Regions from separate parts of the Mus musculus genome. Here regions 2 and 3 are each linked to region 1. The links are chromatin contacts, called in public HiCAR-type and promoter capture Hi-C maps. All regions are on one chromosome and are shown on one strand. The core of a region is the stretch at or near the end of the contact, and the rest is flanking DNA. Distances in the headings are between cores, read along the strand shown. Region 1 holds the start of Shroom4 (shroom family member 4). Region 2 holds the start of Ftsj1 (FtsJ RNA methyltransferase homolog 1 (E. coli)). Region 3 holds the start of 2010204K13Rik (RIKEN cDNA 2010204K13 gene).

The links. Promoter capture Hi-C pulls out the DNA fragments that hold promoters and counts their contacts. HiCAR-type assays count read pairs that join an accessible place to other places.
Region 2: a contact with region 1 is called in a HiCAR-type map of astrocytes, with 3 times the contacts expected there. The contact joins the promoter of Ftsj1 here to the promoter of Shroom4 in region 1. A contact is called at or near these places in 2 of 115 datasets of contacts at active chromatin or transcription factors (astrocytes and embryonic stem cells).
Region 3: a promoter capture Hi-C map of hippocampal neurons shows a contact between it and region 1, with 2.1 times the contacts expected there. The contact joins the promoter of 2010204K13Rik here to the promoter of Shroom4 in region 1. A contact is called at or near these places in 1 of 39 promoter capture datasets (hippocampal neurons) and 1 of 115 datasets of contacts at active chromatin or transcription factors (astrocytes).

Annotation. Positions count from the first base shown.
Region 1 is chrX:6,398,231-6,401,964 of GRCm38.p6, reverse strand. Shroom4 (shroom family member 4) reads right to left here and starts at 1,933. Exons shown (of 9, transcript NM_001040459.2): 1 at 1,704-1,933. The coding sequence starts at 1,820.
Region 2 is chrX:8,250,428-8,254,161 of GRCm38.p6, reverse strand. Ftsj1 (FtsJ RNA methyltransferase homolog 1 (E. coli)) reads left to right here and starts at 1,756. Exons shown (of 13, transcript NM_001290430.1): 1 at 1,756-1,990; 2 at 3,125-3,282; 3 at 3,524-3,593; 4 at 3,676-3,734. The coding sequence starts at 3,162.
Region 3 is chrX:7,421,396-7,425,129 of GRCm38.p6, reverse strand. 2010204K13Rik (RIKEN cDNA 2010204K13 gene) reads left to right here and starts at 2,142. Exons shown (of 2, transcript NR_027924.1): 1 at 2,142-2,251.

The DNA of each region.
Region 1 (3,734 bases), core at 684-3,183:
TCTTCAGGGTCTAGGCAGACTGGAAAGTCTGTGGGCCACCTGAGGAGGAAACGAAAGCCGGTGGGGGTGGGGGTGGGGGTGCGGCTGCCAGACAGGGCTACATATCCTATTATGACCTTGATGGAAAGACAGAGTATAGAGCTTGATTAGTAGAAATTCTTCAGAGCTAAGAATTCCCTCCCCAAAGGGGCTGTTTAATAGGTTGTTGTCGTTGTTGTTTGTTTGTTTGTTTAAAAAGTGGTTTGCTCCAGAGAATATCACAGGAAGGGTGTTAACGGGCAGGATGTGAAGGTAGATCACAAAACCAGCTATCTCAATCTGGTTATACTGGTTGAAGATCGCCTGGTTTGGGGAGGCCAAAGCTCCTCTTCGAGGTCCCGGCCAATCCCCTCAAAATGTTGCCTCAATACACCTTCAGACAGTCTGAGCTGACTGGTTCACACATGAGCAACGCGTTGTCCCAACACCTTAAAGACACACAAGTTAGCTAGCAAAGCCATTCCAGAGCATGGAGTTCCATAGCATAGATTGTTATGCGGTGGGGGGTGGGTGAGGGGAGGGGAGTAACTTTCAGAGCTCAGCTGCTATGTTAACATGGGAAACAAAAAGAACCCCTATAGCTTCACTTGTACTTTAAAAAGCTAGATCTTTTCCAACCACCCCCCCCAGCCAGAATCTCCATCTACAATCGCAACTGCTTTCCCCACGCATTGCAATGGCTCACTAGCGAACTGAGTTTGTAAGAGAAGTAAGAAAAGTGGGTTAAAGTTCATGAAGTCCCTCCACCTGGCAATCTTGTGCTCCAAGGTGAGCAGCCTTACAAGCCACTCTTCCCAGTAACATCTCCAACTGTTCCCCCCCACCGCCCCCGCCCCCATCCTCCACCCTCACGCTCACTGGAGAAGCCTGGGTTTGGGGTCCCAGAACTCTTAGGAGTGCTTCTCTCCCCTGGCCTCTTCGCTGCAACTTAGTTCCAGCTGATCACAGGCTCTTAAATCAAAGCGACTCTAGTGGCCGCTTCAGCACAGCTGTGCTCCAAGGCACAAAAGTTCCCTCCACACTTCGCAGCGTGCAAGAAATCTCTCTGGCGCGGGGCACGACTCGGGAGGGAGGGAAAGGCCGAGGGGGAACCGGCAGCAGCAACGCCTCAGCTCTGAACCCGAGTGTACGCGTCCGGGCTGTGGGAAGAGAGGTTGCGGAAAACCCAGCGATGCCTCGCCAGCAGCTCCGCGCCAGACCCCAGCCCAGCAACCTGCCTCGGGCGGGACAGCCACAGGGAGAGCCGGGAGAGCCCGCCCGGAGCGCCCCCGCCCGTGCCCTCAGCCCCTCGCTGTCCTGCCGGGCTCAGGGGCCTCCAAAGCAAGGAGAACCCCCAGCAGCCGCCATTTCCTGCAGCCCACACGGAGGTGAGTGGCCGCCTCGCCGTGGGGGGGGGGGGGGAGCGAGGCTGCCCCGGTGCCCCGGGAGTGTGACTGCACGCAAAGCTCCGGCGGGGGCCGGGCGCCTCGGCTCCCATCCTCCGGCCGCACACTTGGCTGCAGTCTGCTTCGGCCGCAGGACCTCCCCTCCGTGTGGCTGCAGCCCCTCGGGCTCCGGCTGGCCAAGTCGCCAAGTGGGGCTGAGGCCCGCACCCCGCGCACTCTGCGCACCCGCTAGCCCATTCAAAAGTTGGACGCCGTGAGGAGCGAGCCACCGCTCCTTACCTTCGACACCGTGAGCGGCTCGCAGTGCTCCAAGCCCCCCTTGAGGGTGAAGCCCCAGGGCGCCCCCCCTTGCAGCTGCACCGGGACGTACTGGAAGGACCCCGGCCGGCTCTCCATCCTCGGCTCGGGCTGGGCAGGCGCCGCCGGGCTCCTTTTCCGCGGGGGCTACGGAGCCTCCGCCCCCAGCAGCTCAGCCACCATCGTCCTCCTGCGCCGCGCCGCGCCGCCCCGCCCCGCTCCGCCTACTCTCCCGGCTGGAGACTCTCAGGCAGCTTGTGAGCTCTAGGAGGAAATGACACGGAGCTGGAGAGAGGGGGAGAGGGAGGGGGAAGGAGAAGGGGGAAAAAAGAAAAGAAGGAAAGAGAGGCGGAGGGATGGTGCTTAATGGACAAGAAAACGGAGCAATGGGGAGGGGCAGGCACTGCGACCTCGCCTATAGGATCGCTGAGAAGTGGGAGCAAGGCGAGGCCTCACATCAACTGTTACATTGTTTCATTCAAGTAGGCCCCCTCTTTGGTCCTCCTCTTTACTGCGGAGCTACCCGCCCCTCCTTCAGCCCGAGCGAACCGAGGTGTAAGTCAGTGTGCATGGGCCCTCGTGGCTGAGTGCACTTTTCTGACTAGAGCCTTCATGTCTCTCGGACTGCCTTTTTCTTCTGAGGGTGCTGAGACCCAAGTCCTGAGGGGTTGGGGGGAGGGGTGCTTACAAGGTGCCTTGCCTACAGGGGTGAAAAGTGATATACACCCAGGACCAGCAAACACAGTGGGGTTGTGCATGTAGACTGCTTCCTGTACACACTAGTTATGTGGAGTCATAAACATTACCTAGGAACATAGTTTAAATAAAGGAGAAGTGAGGATGTCCCCTGCCCAGGCTCAGCCACAAGCTAGCTGCCTACTGGTGTCTATGGGAGTACTGTGAGTGTGTGTGTTCCAGTCATCTGGGAGTCCTGACAGTGCCTTGCACTTACTTCATGGAGATGGCCAACCCAGGGATCTACAAAGTTAGGACAAGCCCAAAACAAAGATACTCGAAAGAACACCCACTGATAAGCTGGCCAATTAATAGTGTGCCTTTTGGATGAATCCGCTTATACATGGGGTCTGAAACCTATCCAGTCCTCTGTTCTTGGTTGAGCCTATTCCTCTGGCTTTTAGAATAGCCCTAACAGCTACAGAAATAGTCTTTAAGAGATACATGTTTTACTTCAACATGTGCTGAGTTCTCAGCCTTGACCTAAGCAGTTTATCTCCCCTCTCAGGAGGTGTTTTCTCTGCAGCCACAAGTGGGAAGTGGCTTTTTAAAGGGCTTCACACTAGTAGGGAAAGTGTTGACAAGCCAAGGCTGAGTCAACAGGACATTCTTACTGTGTCTTGCTTTTGAGTATCCTTTCCCATGCGCATGCCCTTTCTTCCTCATGACAGCAAACACTATCTGGTCCCTTCCTTCCATAGAAGCTTTCCACAGTTCAGATGTTCACTCTCTGCTCCCACTTCCTCAAGGGGTCTTAAGCATCCTGCTGCCTGTTCTATGTCAAGGAATTTTCTCATAATGGTCATTTGGATGTTTATAATCAGCCAGACGTCCTTAGAGATAAGAAGCCATAATCAAACATTTACACAAACCTTAGAAAAACCATGATCATGTTACTAGGAATCAGAAAATGCCATCTCAACTTGCTGATTCCTTTTTTGAATTGATTTTTGGCACTAAGGATAGAACCTCGGGCCTTGTTCATGACAAGCAAGTGCTCTGTCTTGAGATGTATCCCCTCACCCCTCATTTGGGATTAATGTCTTTATACTAGAGACTAAAATAACTTGACGTGTGTATGTGTGTGTGTGTGTGTGTGTGTGTGCGTGTATGAGTGCAGTGCTAAGTAGTGCAACCAGTGCCTCTTAAGAATGCTAGACAGTCACTCTTGTCACTGAATTATATCCCCAGCCCCAACTTGTTGGTTTTTAAGTTGTGTCTCAACTGAAGCTGTACTGTATTTGCTCTATCTCACTTTGAAACTGAGCAACAGTTCTG
Region 2 (3,734 bases), core at 507-3,006, 1.9 Mb before region 1:
ATGCATAATAGATACTCAAAATGTATCACTTCCCAGTTATCTGACTATATCGCATTCATTTCCTATGTTCTTGAAGCCATTTCTCTTTTTGTATGGTCGAATTAATACATAATGATGTCCTGCTGCACCTGTGTTTAGACTACACATGGGTGACTTAAAATCTGACCAGATGATAGATAATATGTAAACCATGGAAACTAACAAATGCTACAAACAGGCCCAATCCCCTACCCTGCCAGAAGCCAGTTAACCATTTACCAGCGCATTGCTGAGAGCACTAGAATAGTGCCTAATACACAGTAAATACTTTCAATTATTGTGTTTCATGCACTAGGTCATGACATGAGCACACACACAAGAACACATACATAGGGGCTGGAGAGATGGCTCAGTGGTTGTTGGGATTTGAATTCAGCACTTCAGAAAATGAATTTTTAAAGAACATATACATATTCATACATGCATATATGCTTTAAACTTTTATTCGCCGGGCAGTGGTGGTGCACGCCTTTAATCCCAGCACTTGGGAGGCAAAGACAGGCAGATCTCTGAGTTCGAAGCCAGCCTGATCTACAGAGTGAGTTCCAGGACAGCCAGGGCTATACAGAGAAACCCTGTCTCGAAAAAACAAAAAACAAAAAACAAAAAGAAAGAAAGAAAGGAAGGAAGGAAGGAAGGAAGGAAGGAAGGAAGGAAGGAAGAAAGGAAGAAAGGAAGAAAGGAAGAAAGGAAGAAAGGAAGAAAGAAAGAAAGAAAGAAAGAAAGAAAGAAAGAAAGAAAGAAAGAGAGAGAAGGAAGGAAAAAGGAAAAACAAAAAATACAAAACTTTTATTCATTCATACATGTATTTATTCATTCGTTCGTTCGTCCGTTTATTTATTTATTTATTTATTTATTTATTTATTTATTTGGGGGAGGGGGCGCGTGACAAGTGCGCATGTTGGGGATCAAAGGACAACTTGCAGGAATCAGTCTTCTTCCATCCATGACCTTGTGTATGGGGAATCGAACTTGGGTGGTCAGATTTGGCGGCAAGAGCCTCTACTCAGTGCGTCTCGCAAATCCGTAGACATGCTTTTCAGTGGTGCGGGTGGAGGCGGTGAGGGCAGTGGTGGTGGTTAAAATGTATTAAAAAGTATTTGGAAAATATACAATTAGAAAAGGATGTGCATCCGATTAACACCGTGAATTCTAGATAGGTGATTATCCCTTCTTTTCAGATGAGGAAACTAAAGTTCTAAGGTGGCAAAATTGAAAGCACTTCAGTCAACCGGTAGAAGTAGGATTCAAAATTGCAAATCGTATGCGGTAGCTTCCCGGTAGTAAAATTCAAAATTGCTCGCCGTAGCCTCCAGGTTAGCTTGCTTTCGCAACAGACTTTTCACTTCGCGTGGTCACGCTCCACCCCCTTTGCGTAATTTCCTTTCCCTCCAGACTTAAAGAAAAATGGGCGTGGTCGTGCCCGCTGAATTTTGGGAAATGTAGTACATAGGTTAAATAACCGTCCCGATGTAAAAGGGAAAAGGCGGCCAAGTAAGTTATCTTGTCTGAGTGAGCGGGCGATGGGGGAGGGGTGGAAGTTTCCCACGTCAAGGTCTCTCCGTGTAGCCAGACTAGCCGAGAACTCAGGATCTTGCTCCGGATCGCAGCTATAGGACCCTGGCCTTGAAACAAAGAACAAAGAGCCGGTTCACAAGCCTTGCAAAACTATTGGCCAGACGATGTCAGTTGCATTCTGGGAACTGAAGTTCCTGTGACCGGGATATGTCGACACAAGATGACGAGACTAACGTCATACGTTGTGCTCCGGTCTGGATCTCCGTGGAACTGAACTGTTTTACAAAGCAAACTTTACCGCGTGGCGACAACCTCTAGGCGTGTACGACAGGCCTTCGGGTCCACTCCGAACACCAACTGGAGTCTGTAATTTTCAGTTTGCAAACTGTTCTCGAGGCTGGTGAACAGCCACGCTCTGTATCCAAGAGCTGAGGTAGGTCCTAGGGCACTGATGACTTGAAAGGGACCGAGACTGGAGGCATGCCTGCCCTGTCTCCAACTCGGGATGAGGGGATTCACTCTCGGTACTGCAGCTGCATAGTTCAGTCAAGCCCCGAGAAGCTTGCCTAGAGCAGGGAACTAGATTGTTAGGTGAACTCGAACGGGGTGCAGCATAGAGCTACACAACTGATCTGCTATCTGCTGGGCCGACTTGAAGGGTATTTGGCGGTTCTGATGGGCTGATGGTCTTTGAGGCTCTGCAGATGGTCTTAGGGATGTTACTAAAAGATGGGTCTTGAAGGTATTACACTCGTGGTGCTGTGTCTGCTGGAAAATTAATGAAGGCTAATAATAAAAGTGGTGGCTATTTGGCAGTTTACATAGTAATCGTATTGGTGAGGTTCTGGAGAGAATAACAGGTGCGTAGGCAGAGTGCTAAACTAATGGGGTCAGTGACGAAAGACAAAATAGAAGCTATATGAGTGACAGAGGTAATCTTTGTATTGATGCAAAGGATCCCAAAGGCCACTCGTGTGATCTTTGAGAGGTTGGTTGGAGGGCTGAGTTAATGGAGCTGGTAAATTGGTGTAATGGAGCCCTAACAGGTCATGGTCCTCCAGGCATTAGTGGGGATTAAGGTGGTAGTAACTAATGACTGGAAGCTTAATCTATGATGGAATTGGTGGACTGCAGAGTGGAGAGAGAGAGAGAGAGATTAGGCTATGGGAGATGGAATGAGGTTGTGTCGGGTAATAGGTGTGAAAAGCAAGGACTTAATGGAGGGAGTAGTAGGGTTCTGTGACTCTAAAGATAATGGAAATAACTAGAGACGGTCAGGTGTTGATAGAGATGAAATGGGCAGAGAAAATGGTTGCGAGAGAGATTACTTGTGTAGTGTGTCCGTGACAGTAGTTGGAAGAGAGCAGAGTCAGTAGTGGGTCCTCTGTCAGTTAACTGTGGAGTCTGTGATGTCCCTCAGAGATGGGGACCTAAATGTGATCAGAAAAAGGGCCTGAGAGTTCATGATAAGGTCCTGGGCTTCGGGTTCCATGTGTTGAATGAGCTGACTGTCGTGTGGGACCCATGAACTCAGTTAGCTGTACTTTGTTTTCTTTGACCTGCGCAGGACAGCATCAGCACACACTGTCTGCCAGCAGACTGAGATGGGACGGACATCTAAGGATAAACGGGATGTCTACTACCGCCTGGCCAAGGAGAATGGCTGGCGGGCCCGAAGCGCTTTCAAGCTCCTGCAACTGGATGAGGAATTCCAACTCTTCAAAGGTGCCTAATCTGGGGGCTAAGTGACCTGGGAGTGGAAGAGCAGGCTGCTTCTGAAGAACTCACTGTAGTAGCTGGGCTGACTTGGAGCACGGAGACGGGGAAGGAGATAGACCACAAAAGAGGAGGAGGAGGAGGGCACAGGGGCAGTGGGTAGACATAGGTTCTCCACAGGACAGAGGTGACTTTTGCCGCATCTTCTGGTCATGCAGCTGAGCAGTATGTCTTCACTGTGTGTGCACAGGTGTGAAGCGAGCGGTTGACTTGTGTGCAGCCCCAGGCAGCTGGAGCCAGGTGCTGAGCCAGAAGGTTGGGTGAGTGGAGGGGCTAGAGGGTGACCTGGGGGGCGGGGGAGGCGTGGGGCGTCAATCCGATGCTGACATGTGCTATCCACAGGGGCCAGGGTTCTGGTCAGGTGGTGGCCGTGGACTTACAGGCTATGGCTCCACTGCCAG
Region 3 (3,734 bases), core at 893-3,392, 1.0 Mb before region 1:
TTTATGCTGGTCTTCCTTCTCTCCTCCCCGTCCCCTTGCCTCTCCTACCCTCTCAGCCTCCTTCCTGCTTCCATGCCATGTCATGTCTTCTATTTTTGTTCTCTCCCCTCATCAACACCTCCATCAACACCTTCTTTCTCCCCTTTTGTCTCCTTTCTAGTTTCATATCACACAACACACACACACACACACACACACACACACACACACACACACACACATCTGTACATGAGAGAGAACATCCAGTATTTCACTGCCCGCCTGCCTGCCTGCCTGTCTTCTTTTCTTTCTCTTCTTTTTTCTCCCCGAGACAGGGTTTCTCTGCTTGGCTGACTTCCTGGAACTTGCTCTGTAGACCAAGCTGGCTTTGAACTCAGAAATCCGCCTGCCTCTTCCTTTCTGAATCTGGATCACCTCACTTAACAAAACAATGTCCAGGTCCATCCTTTTCCCTTTCAATTTCTTTTTTAAAGTACATGAGTTATTTAACTTTTCTGAGTAGTAATCATAGAGTCAGACAATTACATTCACTGCTAACCATTTGTTGCTAATTAAAACAAACAAACAAACAAACAAACAAACAAAAAACAGTTTTCTAGGATTGGTTTTTAAAAAATTACTTGATATTTAGGCACCAAGAAGTAAAATCTGTATCTTTGATTTTCTTAGGTTAATTTTATGTGGGTGTTTTTAATGTTTTTTATAAATTAAGTTTGTTCTGTAATAATGTCATATATGTTTATATATATGGATTCTGACTGCTCTAATCCTTACTTTCTTGTCTCTCTCTCACCCCTGTCCTCCCTTTCCTACACTCATGGCTTCTTGTTTTGTGACATACTCAGTTTAAAAAGGGTTGCTTATGTGACTGTAACTGTGGAGTTATGCACTGGACCTGGCTGGCTTCCCTAGTGGGTACATATCTGAAGATAATGATATCCGGTCTTCCAGAGTCTACCAATAGCCAATAGTTCCCCAGGGTCCTGTAAGTACTGACAAGGTAGGTAAGGGGAGGTGCTGCTTCAAGTAGGGTAGCCTTGGGAGCCTTGTCCTCTTTGAGTCTCAATTTTGTCACCTTTAAAATGCTACCAATTACTACCCCACAGGGTTTCCACACGTTGGCACTGTGCGGTGGTGTAAAGAGGTGCCCTGTCCCCAAAGGCACTGTGAACATTGCCTGTATCCAAATCTGAACTTTCTCAAAACTATAGCTTAAGGACCTGAATATACCAGAGATGGGGACCAGTCCCACTTGCTGCCCATTAACAGGCTTGCCTTACACCTCACCACGCTTTCTTGCTGCTGCAGAGAGTCCGCTCTCTTCTTCCACATTTCATTGTCACCTCAGGCTGCAATATATCAGGTGACACACTTGCTGTTCTCAGGTGAGGACAGTCACGTCCTACTCCAGATCTGTAAATGAGGTCCACAGGCCAGTGTGGCCTCAGCTCACATCTGCTATCAAGATACTGTCCTAATTAGAAAAAGCAAGCTGTAGAACAGTGTGTACAATATATTTGTGTGCATTGTAAGATAAACATATGAAGTATGCTTATGTATTTGTAAACAAATTATGAAGGAATATGTGAGGAGTTACGCTTTTGACTAGTTCTAATGGGAAGAAAGGAGACTTTTTACTCATTATTATAATTTGAAAGTTGTTACCAGGAATACAGTTTCTTTCATAATAAAAAACCTTTAAGTAAAAACATAGATAACATATAGAAACATATAGTCATGTGTTGTATGATGATGTTTGATCAACAGACCACATATATGATGGTGATCCTGTAAGACTGTGATGAGGATGAAATAAATTCTTATTGCCAAAAGATGGCAGAGCAATTGCCAAATAAGTAACACTACAGTACTCATATGTGTGTGGTGACGCTGGTGTAAATGCAGATGCAGTACTAAAAATAGGTAACAGCCAAACTCCACAGGTATCTGCAGCTCTTGGTTTGCTCATCTGTGAAATCATAGCTAATCCATAGGGCCACAATCCATAGGACCACTGTGCTCATTGAATGACTCACGCTCAGGAAATGCTTCTGCTTAGCAAAATAATGGTATAGAAGAGGCAGAAGGCAGGCTGGTTTGATGTGATAATCTCTTTCGCCACCTTGTGGTTGGTGACGCACAAGTCAGCCGTGCCGCGACACGTGTTAATAAGCAGAGACTCGAGCTTCCTCCAAGTTTGGACCTTAGTGGGCCGGATGATTTGGAACTTGGAGAACTGAGAAATAAAAACGTAAGTAGGTAGCTTATGGCTCTTTCATTTTAGGTCCTTATTGTCTAGACGCTTTACTTACATTCCCTACGCGTGCGTGCGTGCGCGCGTGCACGAGCACACGGGGAAACTCCCCCCTCCCCCCTGCCCCCGGTACTTAAAGAAGGTAAAATGTGCGTGTGTGTGCGTGTGTGCGCGCGTGTGTGTGTGCGTGCGCGCGCGCGCGTGTAAGGTGTTCGTGCTGGTGACTACAGAGGTTACAAGAGGGGCATTGGATCGATCCCCCCCCCCCGAACGTGAGTTATGGACCACCACGTGGGTCTTAGGAATTGAACCCAGACCCTCTGTGAGAATTAAGTGCTCTCAACTATTTATGCATCTTCCCACCTCCAAGTGTTAGTTTCCACAAGTAGATGTTGTGGATGTTCTAGAGACATAGTTCGGAACTCAACCACAGCAGTGTCCATGCGGACAAGAAGAGGGAACATACATGTTTCTACTACTTAGTCTCTAAATCAGATTTCTAGCCAGCTACAAGTTTCTTTGAGCTCCCTAATAGGTCGAGGGGGAGGGGCGTGCACACACACATACCCATGCCATCTATCATCTATATCATCTGTCGTCTACCTTGTTACCTAAGGAAGGAAAACCAGTGTCCCTGCGCAGAAATGTATGTGAGCTAAACACTCAAACACATAAGATAAATAAATCTTAGTTGATTCTAATCCTTACTGTCCCTTGGTCATGGTCTATCACATCCATGGGGCATGGCTTCTGCCAGGCAGTTCTTGTTTTCCTCATGAGCCAAAGTTGTATGGAAGAGCATCCAATCAGTAGAACCTACTAGGGCATAGTCCTTCCCCTAGGCTAAGCTTGGGTTTCCATCCGAGGGAGGCAGGACTCTGAATGGAAGGATTTCTGAAAAAATTACAAGGACTGTTGAGAAATGCTTGGGTAAGGCAGGGAACCATGAGTACTTCAGATCTTGTCTTCCTTTCCCAGATCCAGCTCTCCCAACAACAGTAGGCTTGAGAGATGTATGGCCCAGGCACACCTGGGAATCTAGAGCTGCCTAATTTTTGGTTAGGTTACATTTAAGCTATTTTCTGGGTAGGTAATGTGTTAACAAATGGGAGGGTTGTTTTTGGACTAGGGTCTCCACTGGAGTATGGATCATGCTGTCTAATTTACCATTGTATTACGTAGCTCAGTGCCTCATGAACAAACTAAGTTGGTCATTGCCTTGAACGTGTATATTTTTATTGACATTTCAGGCCCCTAATCTCAAGAGAAGCCTAAGGAGTGTTGTTTTGGTGTCTTGTTAACTAAGGGAAATCTAGAGGCAGCCCCAGTCTTATAATCTACAGTTTCCCATAGGGCTTCTGACTCCCTCCCTTTCCAGAGAGAGGTCTTTCTCTCTTCCACAGTCAGTGTCTCCATTCTGATACTTCTATGCAGCCAGATGTTTTCTAGGGCCAGTTCTGCTCTCAGGACATGTTTTCAG